Regions from separate parts of the Mus musculus genome. Here region 2 is linked to region 1. Evidence: chromatin contacts called from public promoter capture Hi-C data. All regions are on one chromosome and are shown on one strand. The core of a region is the stretch at or near the end of the contact, and the rest is flanking DNA. Distances in the headings are between cores, read along the strand shown. Region 1 holds the start of Lrrc71 (leucine rich repeat containing 71). Region 2 overlaps Arhgef11 (Rho guanine nucleotide exchange factor (GEF) 11).

What was found. Promoter capture Hi-C pulls out the DNA fragments that hold promoters and counts their contacts.
Region 2: a promoter capture Hi-C map of embryonic stem cells shows a contact between it and region 1, with 5 times the contacts expected there. The contact joins the enhancer-like site here to the promoter of Lrrc71 in region 1. A contact is called at or near these places in 16 of 39 promoter capture datasets (the 3T3-L1 cell line, 3T3-L1-derived adipocytes, the C10 cell line and 10 more), 3 of 484 Hi-C or Micro-C datasets (the N1E-115 cell line, brown adipocytes and nephron progenitors), 1 of 115 datasets of contacts at active chromatin or transcription factors (acute myeloid leukemia) and 3 of 9 other capture datasets (adipose tissue, embryonic stem cells and pancreatic islet).

The regions. Positions count from the first base shown.
Region 1 is chr3:87,746,945-87,750,328 of GRCm38.p6, forward strand. It overlaps Lrrc71 (leucine rich repeat containing 71), which reads right to left and starts at 1,679. Exons shown (of 15, transcript NM_028971.1): 1 at 1,361-1,679. The coding sequence starts at 1,520. Pear1 (platelet endothelial aggregation receptor 1) reads right to left here. Exons shown (of 25, transcript NM_152799.2): 25 at 2,153-3,353. The coding sequence ends at 3,202.
Region 2 is chr3:87,629,488-87,632,910 of GRCm38.p6, forward strand. All of the region lies in intron 1 of Arhgef11 (Rho guanine nucleotide exchange factor (GEF) 11), which reads left to right. Among named protein-coding and RNA genes, the nearest start is that of Arhgef11, 14 kb to the left of the region's middle. Within about 2 kb of position 2,039, at least 32 of the 459 cell types and tissues checked have an H3K27ac peak or open chromatin away from gene starts, as enhancers often do. A contact at or near this core is called in embryonic stem cells and nephron progenitors, where this site is marked.

The DNA.
Region 1 (3,384 bases), core at 429-2,928:
GTACAAGTCTCTGTGACCTCCACATTGCCCATACCCAGGGTCCCTGTGCAGTGGTCACTTGAGTTCTGGTCCCTGCATCTGCCAAAGCTGCTCGGGCCGGCCATCCTTGCTAGAGCCTTCTGCTTTGTGTTTCTTCAGTCAGAGTTCTGACCCATCTTAGAGAGTCTCAGGTTTGAACATCCCAGCACCCTGGAAGTTCCCAAAGTAGTCACCCTGCCACTTCTCATTCCTGCTGAGCCTCGAACCTGAAGGCCCGCCACTGGACGGCCCTTCTCCCAGCTTTCTTCCCACATCTCCACCCAGCTAGCATCCCAGGCTAGAAACCTGGGACTCGGTCATGCAGTGCAGGGTGACTCTCCATCCCCCTCATCCTTCACCAACTCCATCTCCCAGGAGCCTAACACACCCTCTCAAACCTTCACTGTCCTGTGCCGATGATCACCGTCCCTGGACTGGGCTACTCAGAGTCACACTCACCTTTCTGCTGCCCCTATCTCTGTTTCCCATCTCCTCCATGCACAGCCAGCGTTTCTTTTTCTCTTTTACTCCCTTGGGTCACACTGTCTTGATGTATTGTTCTATAAGGAACTTAGTGCCTCCTGCCTCAGTACCCCGAGTGCTGGGATCACAAGTATGTGTGTGGGCTTTCTGTGCCCAGCAAACCCTGGCCTATCTGTCTTCCCTATGAAAGATGCTTTTTCTCCAGTTCCTTATACCCTGCCTATCCCTGGGCACTAGCGCTGACAGGAAAACAGCACCTGGCAAAAGGCAGACCGGCAGCATCTTTTCCCAGTGTTTTATTTCCATTGCAAGGAAAACGGGGTCCTGACCCTCTTTAATAACAAAAGCATCGAATTTGTATCAAGATGCCTTCTGATACATTCCCTTTTGTGCTTAATTGGTTCAAACTGAGTTCTGTCCCTTGCAACATGAGAAGCAATGGTCCTGTTAATCCAACTTTAATAGTTTTCTTTAAGCGTGCCAAAGCACAACTGTGACCATGGCCACAGAGAAGACACTCAAAAGTAACTGTTGTCTAAATGAATATCCATAGAGCTGTGTTCCTAAACCTTCCCACAGCCCCACGGGATCTTCTCACCACTGCCTCAGCCTTCTTTGACCTATCTTGTCACATCTTACAGTGCACGTCAGCTTCCCCAGGCAATGTGTACTCTTTAAGACCAACCCCTGAGGAGGTGGGATGTGCTGATCCACATTTGATCTCGGAGGAGATAGGTAGACCTCTGAGTTCGGGGTCAGCCTAGTCTGTAGAGCAAGTTGCTGACCAGTTTTAATTTTAAAAAAGAAAAAAAAAGAAAACGTCAAGTCCAATTAATCCAGCCCTGCCCCGCCAGCATACCCGGATTTTTTGGCTCGTCCTCTCCCACCGGGGGCAGGGTGCTTGCTGTCTTATCTTTAGCAGCCCGATCCCCCTTCTTGGTTACTGCTCCGGATGACTTCTGGGCCCCAGGACGCGGAGTCCTGGGTGAGGTCCCTGTAGTGCTTGGCTCACTTGACATAGGGGTGCTTTTGGACCCCTCGAGTGAGAGGCAAGATGAAACGGGACTCTGTGGGCCTCACCCCTAGGATCTCCACTCAGCCAAGCGACTCCGCGACTGCCCTCTCCAGGGCAACCCAGCCTGATTGGGTGGGGCTGTGGCCGGAGCAACGGGCAAAGAGTGCACGTGGAGGCCCCTGACTCTGCCAGAGCCAGAGCCAGTGGGCGTGGCTAGGCGTAGGGCATAGATGCGTGGAATCTAGGGCAGTGCAGCTAGGGCCCTAATGGTCTGTACTCTCTGTACTCGCAGAGGAGGTTGTGGGGGGAGAGGACAACGCACTGAGCTAGAAGGTTGTAGGGGAGAGAGAGTGCCTTGTGAAGGGCCCAAGTGGTAAGGGCTCGGGCTATGCTGAGTTCTTTGCCAGCTCTCCTCAGCTCCCTGGAGGTCTGGAGGCTTGTCTGCTGGTTTGATCTAGGAGGTCCCATCTTTACCATTTCGCCATCCCGGGCCCCTTTGAGTTGCTTGGCTCCTCATTCAGTACCACAGCAGCACGGATGCTGCTCTCTGCTGAGACTCTATCTCTGAGGAGAGCTCCAAACTAGGCTCTGGGGGACACTGGGGACACGGTATTGCTGGTACTTTGATTCAGCCACTCAGCTTTTAGAGGAACATTTATTGAGTGACTACCCTGTGCCAAGGAAACCAATAGTGAGTGAGCCTAAACACCAGAGTCCTGCATCAGAGAGCTGGCGATCAGCCTCTCCACTAGGGGGAGGCAGACGCTAATCTAGCAACAGGGGAAAGCACATCGGAGTGCAGCTTGAGCTGTGCATGTGACCCTGAGCCGTTAAACCCAGCACTCAAGAGGCAGAGGCAAGCAGAGCTCTTGAGTTCCAGGCCAGCCAGGACTACATAGTGAGACAGAGTCTCAAAAACAAAACAAAATGCAACAATCCCATCTTCTTGCCTGGTACCACTTCTGCCTTCTGTGGGTACGTGGAGAAGAGAGTAGCTATGAAGCAGATGTGGGGTGGGTGTTCTGTGGAATATGTGAAGGGCAAGCAGGACTCAACGGGTAACTTAGGAAGGCTGAACTTAGATGTGCCAATTCCTGGGCTGGGAAGTAGGGTGGCAGACAGCCTTCATTCTGGGAAAGAATGAAGCGAGACGGGAAAGGGAGACTGCAGGACCGTCAAGGCGTACCAGGAGGACAAACACCAGAGTCGGGGAGCAATCCTCTGAGCAAAGACATGGAGGATTACTGGGTGAAGGGCAGGCAGGTAGTTAGGGCCTGCTGCTGGTGGAGCTCTAACTAGTTAAGCTTGGAAGCTGACTACTAGATAAGATGGAAAGTGCAGAAGGCAGAACCTATACCTGACTCCCTCTAAAGCCAACTAGAGACACACACAGCCTGCCTGAGCATACACACAGAAAAGGTACCCAACACATACTTTTAAAAAAAATCGATCTAAAATCACACTTGTACAACAACATTCTGCCCACCAGCTTATGTCCACAGGGACTTGAGCAGTGGGTGGGAAAAGAGGGTTAGACACTTTGTCAACTAGTGTCTCCCTCGGTGGAAGCACAGGGCCACAGTCCGTCTCTGTTCACTTCACCAAGTGTTTCTGTTCGTGGCCTGCTGGTCCAGTCCCTGCTCCTGGCAGGGTACATAGGCACGCTCCCATACCATGCCGGCTCTTCAGCGGTCCTGGCGCCGGGATGGAGGGGATGGAGGATGCCGTACTGGAGGCAAGTCATAGTGTCCAGGGATATGGCTGTTCTTGGGGGAGTCGTAGTGACCAGGAGGCAGGCCTGGAGGAAGCGGGGGCGTGGAGCCCAAAGACTCTTCATCTGAAGACAGAGAGGACAAGATGAGGTGACT
Region 2 (3,423 bases), core at 789-3,288, 120 kb before region 1:
TAAGTTTAATATTATCCATAAACACCTTAATTATGGCTTCTGATTATCTATAAAAGTTCACCAGAATGTCTATATTTTGACAATCTTTAGGATTTTTGTTGTATTTATTGGAGCGGCTCTATCTCTGTTAAATGTTTAGTTAAGTTTTGAACAATGTTGCTTGTCCTATCAGACTTTAATTTTCTCCTTGCTCTCTAGAACAGTTTTTTTCCTCAGCTGACAGGAAATAAACAGCTCCTGATGTTTCTGTTGGACCTTGAGTAAGGGCCCTTGGGCAGCATTCTGACAGTAATTGCCTCAAATATCTCTGGGTGATCTACATTCACAGAGCCCTGTGTCTGCTCTCTTGATATATTTTACATATCCCAGGAAACTTTTCCCCTAGATTATTATTATAGAAAATATTACCCTTAGAAACTGTTTGCTTACAGTTTTTTTTTAAAGATTTTATATGTAAGTACATTGTAGTTGTCTTTAGACACATCAGAAGAGGGTGTTAGATCTCACTATGGATGGTTGTGGGCCACCATGTGGTTGCTGGGATTTGAACTCAGGACCTTCAGAAGAGCAGTCAGTGCTCCTACCCACTGAGCCATCTCACCAGCCCCCTTGCTTATAGTTTTTTAGGAAACTTCTTGGTCTTTCACAGCCAAAGCATTGGACATTCTGAGCTCTCGACCCTTTTGCAATTGCCTTTCCAGTTGTAACTGAAAATCATAAGCATTTGATTCAATATCTGTGGTAGTTTTAATCCATTCATGAGTAAGTATGGATCTGGCCTTTAAAGATCTAATAGCCTTTTTATATTTAGTGTTAGCATTTTCAAAGTCTAAAGATTCAGTTAAATTTTCTCTAGCATCTGAATCTGATATTGTTCTATTTTCCCCTGAATTAATTTGAGAAAATTCTCTCTTTATTTTGATTTTTAAAATCCTCTAATCTCTGTTCTATTGCCTGTAGCTCTGTGTTCCGTCTTTCAGTCCACTGCTTATCTTAGTCTGCTTTATTGTCATCTTTCTAAAAGAGGACATATAAAATGGCAATCATTACTAAATATATAATTATTTCTATGCTGGTAATTGTAATAAAACCAAGTGGGGTCCAAATGCTTTCTTCTACAGTGTTTTCCAGTTTTTAATATGGAAAATATTTTCTTTTTAAATCTCTAACTCTCTCCTTTCTATGGAGACTTGTGGTTTTTTCTCCTTTCTTTGGAGACTTTATTTAATATTTCTCCCTATGACTTTCTATATTCAGTTTCCTTTCTTCTGAGTTTAAGCATAATTTTAAATAGATTTTACCTGATCAGAAGTTTGGCCGCACTTGATCTCTTCTGTGTGTTGTATGCTTCCCTCTGCAGTTCAGCTCAGACCTTTCTCACTGTGATTGGCCCAGGCCCTGTTTTTTCCTTCACAGGAAAAGACATTTCTGCCTTCCACCTGACTTTGGCCTTACACTGGCATGCATTCTGATGGTTTGCCTGGGCCCATATGCCAACCTGGGCTGGGCGGCTGCTTGCTTGAGGTCATTAGCGGCTTCTGCCATCCCCGTCTGCCCGGCCCCTGGGTCCGCATTTCCACTTACTGTATTTCATCCACACGCACCGGTTGGCAGCTCTGAGAAGTTTCTGGGCCTGCAGCAGCAAGCTGGCGTACATTCCACACACTACCCTCTGCTCACAGCCCTCAGCTTAAGTGCCAGGCAGCCAGCCATGCTGCACCGAGGAGGGGTCTGTTAAAGGAGCTGCAAGCACTGGGCCTGCCTGAGAAACTACAGTTGCTAAGAAAACATTTTTCCTCAACCTTCTACCTGGAACTTTTCAGGCTCTAAGACTAGTTCTTTTTAAGTTTGGATTTCTGTGTAAGTTCTACACCCTCTTTGCTCCCAAATAATTGCTAGGCATAGCCCATTTTAGCTCCCACATAATTGACACAGAGACCTTATTCTTATTAAAAGGCTACAGGCACCAAGCTGGGCAGGTTCTGAGCTAGTCTAACCCAACTAGGCTTGGTCTTGTCCTGGATCGCTCTGATCCACGTGTCCTCATGGCTGCTCTCTCTTCTCTCTCCTCTCTCTCCTCTCTCCCTCTCTATCCCCATGGGACCCTCACTGGGCTCCAGTGTCCCACCCCCTCTGTCCTCTCCTGCCCAGCCATAAGCTGAGGAGCTCTTTATTAAGCAATTAGAGACGACAGAAAACAGTTTTTACACAGTATGGAAACCTGAGAAACTTGACCATGCCAGCCTCCAGACTGCAAACAGACATCTGGGCGTAGACATCAGCATCTGAATACACAGTGCACAAGACCAACCCCCAACAGTTAGGGCATGTTCTGGGTGCTGGGGGTACGTTACACTGGACATTCTGTTGGAAGCGGGTGTCATCAAGCAAGTAAAAAATTACCAGCTAAAATGCAAAGACCTGGGTTCATAACTGTTTCCGGAAAGGCAGGAAAGATGTGATGGAATAAAAGAAACATAAGAGACAAGTAGGGAAGGACAGTAACCACCAAGGAGAAAATACTTCAAAGATGGAGACTCTAAGGCCAAATGCTGGTGTAGTGCTCTCAGTGTTCCTCGTGCTGCTGGCTAATCTTGGGCACTGCAGATTCCCAGCTCCTGTTTATTTTATGTTTCACATTTATTTATTTTTCTTGTGTATAAGGAAGAAAGGTGCATGTGCCATGGAACAAGACTGGAGGTCAGAGAACCACTAGTGGTAGTCCATTTTCTCTACTACCATATCAGTTCTGGGGTTTAAGCTCATATCATCAGGCTTGTCAGAAAGTACGTTTGTGTGCTGAGCCATTTCACTGCCCCGTCAGCCCTGCTTTATAGATAGACAAGGAGGCTTAGAACGCTTTAACAACTTGCCTAATGTCGTTGAGCTAAAAAGTGATGGAATTGGGGATTATTTTTTCTTTTTAATTCAGTGCTTAGCAAGCCCTGTGAGAACTAGTATTGCTTTCCTACACTCTTAGCAAGGCTTAGGTAGCAAGCAATTGTAAATCTTGTGAGGGAACAAGGCTTCTGCTTTGTTGGACAGTGGTAAAGATGGCCTCTTGGAATCAAGTCTCCTGAGTTGCTCCATATCTTCCAGCTAAAATCTATAAGCTGAGGTTTGTAGTTGCCACCCCGGAAGAGGGGGATCCTGCAGTTGTCTTCAAGTAGGTGTATGATGGGGAATGAGTAGTACTCTGGGGCCTAGGAAATGTCAGAGAGGTTGAAAACAATCTCAGAAATGGCCTGGCTCTCTACCACCGAACAGTGTCTTTATCTGCTCAAGGCTTATCTCCATAAGTAGTACACTTTAGTAGCTAAGACTGTGTAGTAAGTAAATGATTAGTAAAATATTACTGAAAAATATCTTTTTCTTGTTCTTTGGCAATTTCAGAAGTATATAGAATGCATCTTGATTGTACCC